Regions from separate parts of the Mus musculus genome. Here region 2 is linked to region 1. Evidence: chromatin contacts called from public promoter capture Hi-C data. All regions are on one chromosome and are shown on one strand. The core of a region is the stretch at or near the end of the contact, and the rest is flanking DNA. Distances in the headings are between cores, read along the strand shown. Region 1 overlaps Cage1 (cancer antigen 1). Region 2 holds the start of Eef1e1 (eukaryotic translation elongation factor 1 epsilon 1).

Region 1 (4,742 bases), core at 1,511-4,010:
TGCATTTTATACAAAAATGAACTTTTCTAGATGAATATTTTGTAGATTCTTTGGAGACTTAGTTACTGCTCTATTACTGTGAGGGAAAATGCTTGGTGGTGTCACAGCATGGCCGCAGTATTCTGTTGGCCTGCTAGAGATTTGCATGGTTTCTATTCTTAGGCATTGAAAGAGAGAGACCGAGGCAGAGACAGAGAGAAAGACAGAGACAGAGATTCAGAGACAGATATAGCTCCAAGCAAGAGAGACATTTAGAATCTCTAATAGACTCTTCAGGGCACATAGTCAACATGCTAGGAAAAAAAAAAGGTTCAAAACAAACAGTACTAAAAACTACAAGTAAAAAAAGGCCAACTCACTACAGAGGCAAACACAGTGCATCAAACCTCTAACCAGAAAGAACGGAATGATTCAAAGGTAAACACAGTGCATCAAACCTCTAAAAGGAAGCCCTAAATCCAGAAGAATGGAATGATATAGTTCAAGTCCTAGAAGCAAAGTGCCTTCCAAATAAGGTTATCCAGAAAATTGTCTTCCAGAATGTTAGATGGTAGAAATATGGATGTTTCAAGACAAACACACACTAAAACAACCCAAGACCACCAAGCCAACACTGCAAAGGATACGTAAAGGGAACCTTAACTAAAGAGGAGGAAGATTCTGAACAAGGAGCCCCCAGACCCACAACCCCTCAGATGGAGAGAGAGACAAGAATAAGTAATAACCCAGTTAACCAGAAAACAACCAACCAAGTCACAGGAAGCAGCGCAGCTCTCAGTATTAACTCTAAGTGTAAGTGGGTTCAAGTCCAAGTAACCAATTAAGACACTGAATGGCTGCCTGGATTAAAAGGGAAGATTCAAGTTTCTTCTGTCTCTAGGAAATACAACATAATGGCAAAAGCCAGTCACAGATTGAAAGTGACAGATGGAAGTCAAGTTACCAAGGAAATGAAAGTCAAAAAACCAGGCTGGCAGGGCTCAGGAAACACCAAAGGCGGGCAGAATGTAGGGGCCAGTGAGATAGCTCGGTGGGCAACAGCTCTTGGCACACAAGCCTCAACCTGAGCTCAATTCCCAGAACCCACAGTGGAAGGAGAATAACTGAGTCCCTTTGACTTACACACACACACACACACACACACACACTCGGCAGATGTTTTTACCTGGTTTAGGTCATAACATAGATCATTTTGTACCCTTAGAACTGTGCCACTATTTAAGATGTTAGAACATTTTCTATGCCTCGATTTCTTCTGCTTCTAATGTTGATCATCATTTTTAGAAATTGACAAGCACACAGGACAATCTCTGTATCTGTGTTGTATCGTAGAAACAAGCTAAGGGGGTTCTTGTCTTCCTCTTCCTAACTTGGACCTGACATAAACCCTGATACCCCAAACTTCCAGCCCATCTCTGACATTTTGTATATGCAGGTGTTCAGAATTTGGATTTGGGATGGGGATAAGATAAGAGTGGCTCTTAGACCCATCTATTGATCTCCGTCGTCTAGATTCCTGTTCTCCAGGTTGTATACTTTCATAATCAACCAGGCTAGGCTAGTCAGCTAGCCCCTTCTTGGAAAGGATGTGAAAGACTAGGGTCTGGGGGACAGGTTGAACTGTGTCCTGGCCGTTCTGTTGTTTGGGCTTGCACAATAACTTTTGTTGATTTGGTTGGTTTTTGGTTTTTTTTAAGACGGGGTGGGGGTGGGGGTTCTCTGTGTAGCCCTGATGGTCCTGGAACTCCATCTGTAGACCAGGTTGACCTCAAACTCAAAGATCCATCTGCACTGCATTCCCAAGGGCTGGGATTAAAGACATATCAGCACACCTAGCTGCCCAGGAATTGTAAGGTGTGGCAGTCCCATCTGGAGAAGGCTGGGTCATGATGGAAGGTCCATGTCCTGTGTATTGCAGTAGTGCCAATGGCAGTTTATTGGAGCCTGCATGTCTACCCACAGCTGCCTCTGTCAGTGGTAAGGTTTCTCATTTGTGTGGGTTTGCAAACAGATGCTCAGGTAACCAACCACATGCGTGGGGGCTGTTCTCCCACTCTGGTTAGGGGATCCTCTGACAGGCAGAACGGGGTATCACGAACTCTGGGGAGTGGAGCTGTGGGCTGGTGATACTCTGGCAGGGAAAGATTAGCTGCAGGGTGGCTCTCTGGGGTAAGTGGTTTGGCAAGCAACAGTTGCTGGCGCTCAGCAGTTCCTCTTTACCCTGTGGGAGTAACCCTGCCACAAAGCTGTCACTGAAGGAGGAGGGAAGTCTTGTGTGCTGGTTCCCATTGCTGAGCTGTGGTCCAGCTTCCAAATGGGCCCATATGTGCTCACCAACTGTGCCTGCTCAGTTCTGGGGCCCAGGGTGGCCTTTGGCAAACTTGATGACTGACTGACTGCCATGTTCGATATTGGGGCTCTCAGGACCAATTTGCCCTACAGCCCCCTGAGAGTCTGCTGTGTGGTGGCTGTCTGTCCACCAGGTGGGAGAGGGTTGGATGGGGAGGGAGGCAGTGCTGACAAGCCCAGGTCTGTTCTGCAGATCAACTGCTGGCACAGGCAGGATGGCAGTTCCACCCAGAAGCGGGAACTACCATCCTGGTAGTTGGTGGTGGATTGTAGCTGGTGTTGGTGGGGATGCAGTGAAGACAGCTGATTCCTGACATAGTCAGCTGGAGAGAACTGACTTCTTGTGTCTCCTTCCGGTGGGCAGGCGAGTGGCCAATCCTCACCATAGCTCTACCACCCACAGGGGTGGGGCCATGGTAGCTTCTTGTAAGAGCTCTTCCTGTGGCTGGACAGCCCGGAAGACAGGAACAGCACCTCACAGCCTAGCAGCCAGGTTACCCAAGGCCAATGAAGATTAAAAAATAAATAAATAAACGAAATCCAAGATTATAAGTCTCAAACTGCCTGAGATACTTTTGCTTTGGATTAAATGTAAGCTGGTGGTACCTTTTTAAGAAGTTCGTTTGTAATACCAAAATTCTCAGAAAAAGCTGTAAAACCCTTGAAAACAGTAGAAGGCAAGGAAGCAGTCTGCCAGAAGCCAGGCTGTGCCCCAGATGCAAGAAGTAATAAAGTAGCTTGTTTGGAACCAGGTTGGTGTTGGTGTGTGTGTGTGTGTGTGTGTGTGTGTGTGTGTGTGTGTGTGTGTGTGTGTGTGTGTGTGTGATGGTTTAGTCTATACTAAAGGATACAGCACGCCCTGTTATCCTATTTCTAAGAGTCAGAGGGAAAAAAACTTTAGAAGTCAGAAAATAAAACAAAACATCAGTAGACAGTCAAAAAATTTTACAAAAAAATAGTTTTCTTAACTTACTGTGCAATCTGAGAATGTGATATCTCAAGTCTTTGGTCAGCACATTTGATAATTTCTTCATATGACGTTACCTTGAGAAAACAATTTTTTTTTTATAAATACAAGTATTTGTATTTAATTTTGTTTTCTTCGTTTAAAAATCTTTACAAGTTGAAGTTTAATTATTTGACGACAATAAGTAAAATTTTTACAACAGACAAAACATTCGTTTTCTATTTTGGTATCAGAAATATGAATAATGCCGGGTTTGGTGGCGCACACCTCTAATCCCAGCACTCGGGAGGCAGAGGCAGGTGGATTTCTGAGTTCGAGGCCAGCCTGGTCTACAAAGTGAGTTCCAGGACAGCCAGGGCTATACAGAGAAACCCTGTCTCGGGAAAAAAAAAAAAAGAAAGAAAAAGGAAAAAAAGAAAAGAAATATGAATAACAATGATTTTAAATACTCTCATCATGGAAATGGGAGTCCCAGAAACTCACTGTAATCTACTGTGTTCCTCACAGTGACAGAAGGGCCAGGTAACAATTATAGCCTATTAGGTTAAATTAATGCGGTCTTGGTTGGCTTATGCCTGCAATTTCAGTACCTGTGGGGCTGAGGCAACAGAATTTGGGATTCCAAGGCCAGACTGGGCCACATTGTCGCAAAAGACCAAAATGAAAACAAACAAAAAAAGTAAAGTAAAACACTAACTTGGTAAGATGTTTAGTTACTTTGAAGGTAAAATAACAAAATGAAGACTTTCTTGAGCACGTCCCAGCTGGCTACCCAGCTAATGAGGGCATTTAACATGCATTGGGAGATGGGGGGCGCCATTAGGGGTAAAAGTGGCAAACCTCAGATCCCTTTAGTTCTGGAGTTCCGTTAGATCTGATGTGAGGTTGGGGTTAAGTTTAGCATCAGTGTTTGGTTTGGTCTTTATGCTGAGGACCAAAAGCAGGGCACATGCTGGGCAGACGGCCTCCCATCTGGGCCACACCCCAGCCTGACATTTTCTGAAGAAGGTTTTGTTTTGTTCTGTTTTGTTCCTGTGGGGAGACAAGTACCTTATTTATCAGGCTGCCTACGTGTCTCCGGTACTTGTCATTCTCCTCAATGAGTCTGCTGTAGTGGTCTTCTTTGCTCTCCAGAAGCCCTCCCAGCTTTGTAATCTATGGAGAGACATCAGCGAAAATGTAACCTGGAAACCACCATGTAACGGGTGTAAAATAAAATGAAACCCATCAGCTCTAACTTATTGCACTGCCCTCTGAAACTGAGTTCTAATGGAGTGAGTCATGACACAGATGGCCAGATCTGGGGGTGAGTTGCATACAGAGCAGCAGTTATGATAGACTTTTATTGATTCTGTTATTTTCTACTGTGAAATAGCTTTGCAAATAGCCAAGCATCTGCTAGTACCTGCAAACACGAATCACACCC
Region 2 (4,742 bases), core at 1,388-3,887, 650 kb after region 1:
ACAGCATGCTGGGTGACGTAACTTAACAGCATGCTGGGTGACGTAGCTTGCAGTAACACCTACAAAAACTGACAAACATTACGCAGTAATCCACGACTGCTCAGTATTCAATGAGGAAAATCAGAAACCACAATACTTTATTTGGGGGATAAAATCCAAGCCTTGCACTGTGCCACATCCCTTGCCCTAGAACAGTTTACTTCTTACTTAAGCCAAGTCTCCAGAGGTCTGAGGAGACTATGTGTAGAGGTCTGAGGAGACTATGTGTAGAGGTCTGAGGAGACTATGTGTAGAGGTCTGAGGAGACTATGTGTAGAGGTCTGAGGAGACTATATGTAGAGGTCTGAGGAGACTATGTGTAGAGGTCTGAGGAGACTATGTGTAGAGGTCTGAGGAGACTATGTGTAGAGGTCTGAGGAGACTATGTGTAGAGGTCTGAGGAGACTATGTGTAGAGGTCTGAGGAGACTATGTGTAGAGGTCTGAGGAGACTATGTGTAGCAGTGGCTCAGCACCTGGCTTGTCTCTTATACCAATACTCTTTACTCATCTCTAAAACTACCACCACAGGGGAGTGGCCAGGCTGAGACACTTGTACCAGCAACCAGATATTTCCAGCTGTAAGCAATGTTTATCACCTCTTCATGCGATCAGACTTACTCAGGTCACTCAAAATGACAAGGACTGATCTACACGGTGAGTTCCAGGACAGCCAGAGCTACTTAGTGAGACCTTGTCTCCAAAACCAAACCAAACCTAGGACCACCAAACAAAACCCAAACCACCCAACCAAATCTGGGGAGAAAAGAGATGGCTGGGAGGTTAGGAGCACTAGCTGCTCTTCCAGAGGACCTGGGTTCAAGTCTCAGCACCCACATGGCAGTTCTTAACGATTTATATAACACTGAAATGTTGTATATAGGTGTATATATAATCTAACACGCACAATTCTTAATGCATGTTTAATTATCAGAAACATTATTTTCATAACAATTCTGGGATTCCGTAGCCTTCAAAGCAATCACGTTTGGCAGGGTTGGGGGTGGGTTGTTGTTGGTGGTGGTGGTGGTGGTGAGGGGGCAGGTTCTGAGTCCTTAGCCCAGGCTGGCCGAGAACTCTTGGTGATCCACCTTTCTCAGCTCCCCAAGTCCTGATGTGAGCTACTTCTAGCGGGTGGATAAGTAGTAGTTTCCTCATGTACTGATGTACCATAATCTAATGGACCTTGCTCCTACAGTTGGATCCTTAGACTGTTCCTTGTCATTATTATTGGGAATCTCGCTGAGCACATCGTAACTGCTGGTGTACTGTGGTTAGTTTTCAACTAAGGAAACACGGTGATTTCATCTCTAGTCTTTGGTCTGTACTCACAGAAAACCAGAAACTTTCAACTGGGACTCACTGTGAAACGTTTCCATTACACAAGGCACTAAAACCCAACTCTGAACTTCAAACTGAACTTGGTCTAAGACTGAACTTGGGTTTATTCTGTATTGCACTACTCTGTTTTGGGTGGCTTACTGGACCCAAACTTACATAGTAATTCACTGGTTTTCTACATCCTTCCAAGTCTAATCTCTTGAACACCAGCTTCTCACTGAAGCTTAAATCCCACCTCCTCTGTGGCACTGTGCCACTGTCCTCAATGTATTCCTCCCCTGTCGCTTGTCCTATTGGGCCCTTAATTGCTGGTGACTGTCCCTCATGCCTTGAAAGCAAGACTGTCTCTCATGTCTCGGCAAAGCCAAAAAAGAGGGTGTGCAAAGGAAACTGGGCTGAGGACAGAGCACATCACCTCTGGGGAGGATGGCCTTCGCAGCCTACGGCAGGCAAGTCATTTAACCTTTCCAGGTGCCACATTAAGTTACTGTGAACCCCACAATACCGCTACGATTTAGACATTAAAGGAAAAAACAAAACAAAACAAAACCTTTGGGCCCAAACAGGAACAAGCCATCTAGATCTGGAATCCCGTTCAAGGCACACTCTATGGTTTCCCACTACCATTCTTCCTCTAGTACCATCTTTCTACGGCAAATGATGAGTTACAAAGGACTCACTTTCTACACCCTAAGAAATCAGGATTCTTCTATCTCACCAAGCATTCCACTGCCCCACACCCGGAATCTTCCTCAATTCTCTGCACAATGCACATCCAAGCGGGTGTGTCGCCAGAATGAGCAGGGTCCTATTCCGTGTTCCCTCCGCCAGGCGGCTTCCAGGAATCTGTACCGCTCGCCCGGCCAGCCGCTGGAAAGGCGGTCGCTGAATGAAAGGACCAGGCACGGCTAACGGCCGCCTACAGGGATCTGAACCCCTGACTCTGCCCAGGCCTCCGCGAACTGGCTTTCTGCTCCCCGAGGGGAGGACGGTGACATTTGCCTGGAGGTCCAGACCGAGCCACGCGGCCCGCCCCGCACGCACGTGGGGAGCGGAGTCCATTCCGATGCCCCGGCCGGGTCGCGTAGGCTCCGGGTCACCCCGCCGCCCTGCTGCTTTCCTACCGCTGCGCCTCACCTGCCGCTCGCCCTGAGCACTGTACTTATTCCCCGGCTTCAGTCCCAGACTCTTCTCCAGCAGCCTCAACTCCGCGGCCGCCGCCATCTTCTGGCCCAGCTCCTAGGGAGGCGGGGCCTGCACAGCTAGGACCTTGATTGAGCAGGAAGTCCGGCCCCACAGATGTCTCCCACGATTGGCTGGGAGGACGGCAAGCGCGCCTGCGCGAAAGGGGCGGAGTCAGCTCAAGGCAGGGGGCGGTTCGTAATTAAGGGCGGGGCCAACCACATTCGGAGTCCGGTGGATTGCTCACAGTAGGCAGAGGAGAGCACGGAGTGTAGACAGTTTCACAGAAGAATGTATCCGAATCTTAGTTTTGTTTTCTGAGACAGGGTTTCTCTGTATAGCCCTGACTAACCTGGAACTCACTCTGTAGACCAGGCTAGCCTCGAACTCAGAAATTCGCCTGCCTCTGCCTCCCAAATGCTGGGATTAAAGGCATGCACCACCACTGCCTGGCTGAATGTATCCGAATCTTAAAGATTGAATCATTCATTACAATGCTTATAAAACTATTGTAGATCAGAAGAATAATTTAGATTATTTGTTTTATAAATATAAAGCATTGATTCCCAAACTCGTCAAATAGTTCTCCAAATAAGAAAATTATAGAACAATCTTAAATTAAAATAAGGATAAGGGCCAGTGACCTAGCAAGGGAACTTGAGATCTGTGGTTGTTTGAACGAAAATAAGCCCCCAACCGGGCGTGGTGGTGCACGCCTTTAATCCCAGCACTCGGGAGGCAGAGGCAGGGGCAGGCAGATTTCTGAGTTCGAGGCCAGCCTGGTCTACAAAGTGAGTTCCAGGACAGCCAGGGATACACAGAGAATCCCTGTCTCGAACCCCTCCTCTCCCCCCCCCCCAAAAGAAAGAAAATGAGCCTCCATATGCTCACCGGGAGTGTCACTATTGGCGTGACCTCGTTGGAGTAGGTGTGGCCTTGTTAGAGAAAATGTGGCAGTGGGGGTGGGCTTTGAGGTTTCAGATCCTAGTGGCATTCTTTTTTTTTTTTTTTCCTTGCCTCCTGCTGATCCAGATATAAAACTCTTGGCTCCTTCAGCATCATGTCTGCCTGCCTGGGGCCATGAGACTCACTGTAATGATAATGGACTAAATTTCTGAACCCGTAAGGCAGCCCTAACTAAATGTTTTTCTTTATAAAAGTTAATAGTAACTCATGGTGTCTCTTTACAACAATAGAAACTCTAACTGAGACAAGTTGAATCCTTATGTGGTGGTTTGAATAAAAATGGTGATTATAGGCAAATGAACAGTGACCAAGACAGAAGCTGGTACCAGGAACCAAGATGTTGCTGTGACAGGCTTGATTATTCTGTTTGTTGGGGTGTAGTCTCCCCTCCCCCAGCCTGAAACCTGCTTGTTCAGGGGTGGAGCTTCCTGCTCATTCGTTCTGCCACGCCCACTGCTAGAACCTGCGGAGGTGCACCTTTCTACTGGACCAGAGATTATTCGTCGGGAGTTGGGTCCCCTCCCCCTTCCTTTATAACTAGTGTCGCAACAATAAAATTTGAGCTTTGATCAGAATGAATTTGTCTTAGCTCCGTTTCTTCTTTCGCCCCGTCTAGATTCCTCTCTTACAGCTCGAGTGGCCTTCTCAGTCGAACCGTTCATGTTGCGAGCTGCTGGCGGCCGCAACATTGGGGGAATATGGAAGACTTTGGGACTTGGACTAGAAAAGTCTTTGGATGCTATAAGTGAAACTTAATGGACCTTCCTAGTAGGGGCATGGAAAACAATGCTGAGGGTGATTTGAACTATGGGGCCCAGATCAAGAAATTTCAGAGGGGAGGAATTTTAGTGAGTGGCCAAGAAACCATTCTTATGATATTTTAGCAAAGAATGTAGTAGCTCCCTTGTGCCCTTGTCCTAAAATTAAAAAAACAAACAAACAAACAAACAAAAAAACCAACCTAAATTGAAGACTTTGGATTAATACTGTTGGCAGAGATTTCAAGGTAGCCCAGGATTGACTGTGTCATGCAGTTGTTGGTGGTCACACTTAGCCAGATCTATAATGAAAAGGAGCAAGGAAAAAAAAATACAAAAGATACTGTTTGAGGAGAAAGAGAGCACCGGGATGTTGGAGCCAAGTCTGGCGCTCAAAGAGATACAAAGTTTAAAGGAAAGCCTGAAGCTACATGGAGTAAAGGGAGTGGTGACTTCA

What was found. Promoter capture Hi-C pulls out the DNA fragments that hold promoters and counts their contacts.
Region 2: a promoter capture Hi-C map of the HPC-7 cell line shows a contact between it and region 1. The contact joins the promoter of Eef1e1 here to the enhancer-like site in region 1. A contact is called at or near these places in 3 of 39 promoter capture datasets (the HPC-7 cell line, frontonasal cranial neural crest and pre-B cells), 4 of 115 datasets of contacts at active chromatin or transcription factors (the NIH/3T3 cell line, astrocytes, embryonic limb bud and 1 more) and 1 of 9 other capture datasets (adipose tissue).

Annotation. Positions count from the first base shown.
Region 1 is chr13:38,008,026-38,012,767 of GRCm38.p6, forward strand. Cage1 (cancer antigen 1) reads right to left here. Exons shown (of 13, transcript NM_027724.2): 10 at 4,367-4,471; 11 at 3,323-3,393. Among named protein-coding and RNA genes, the nearest start is that of Ssr1, 16 kb to the left of the region's middle. Within about 2 kb of position 2,761, at least 107 of the 459 cell types and tissues checked have an H3K27ac peak or open chromatin away from gene starts, as enhancers often do. A contact at or near this core is called in the HPC-7 cell line and fetal liver, where this site is marked.
Region 2 is chr13:38,656,391-38,661,132 of GRCm38.p6, forward strand. Eef1e1 (eukaryotic translation elongation factor 1 epsilon 1) reads right to left here and starts at 2,638. Exons shown (of 4, transcript NM_025380.2): 1 at 2,517-2,638. The coding sequence starts at 2,603.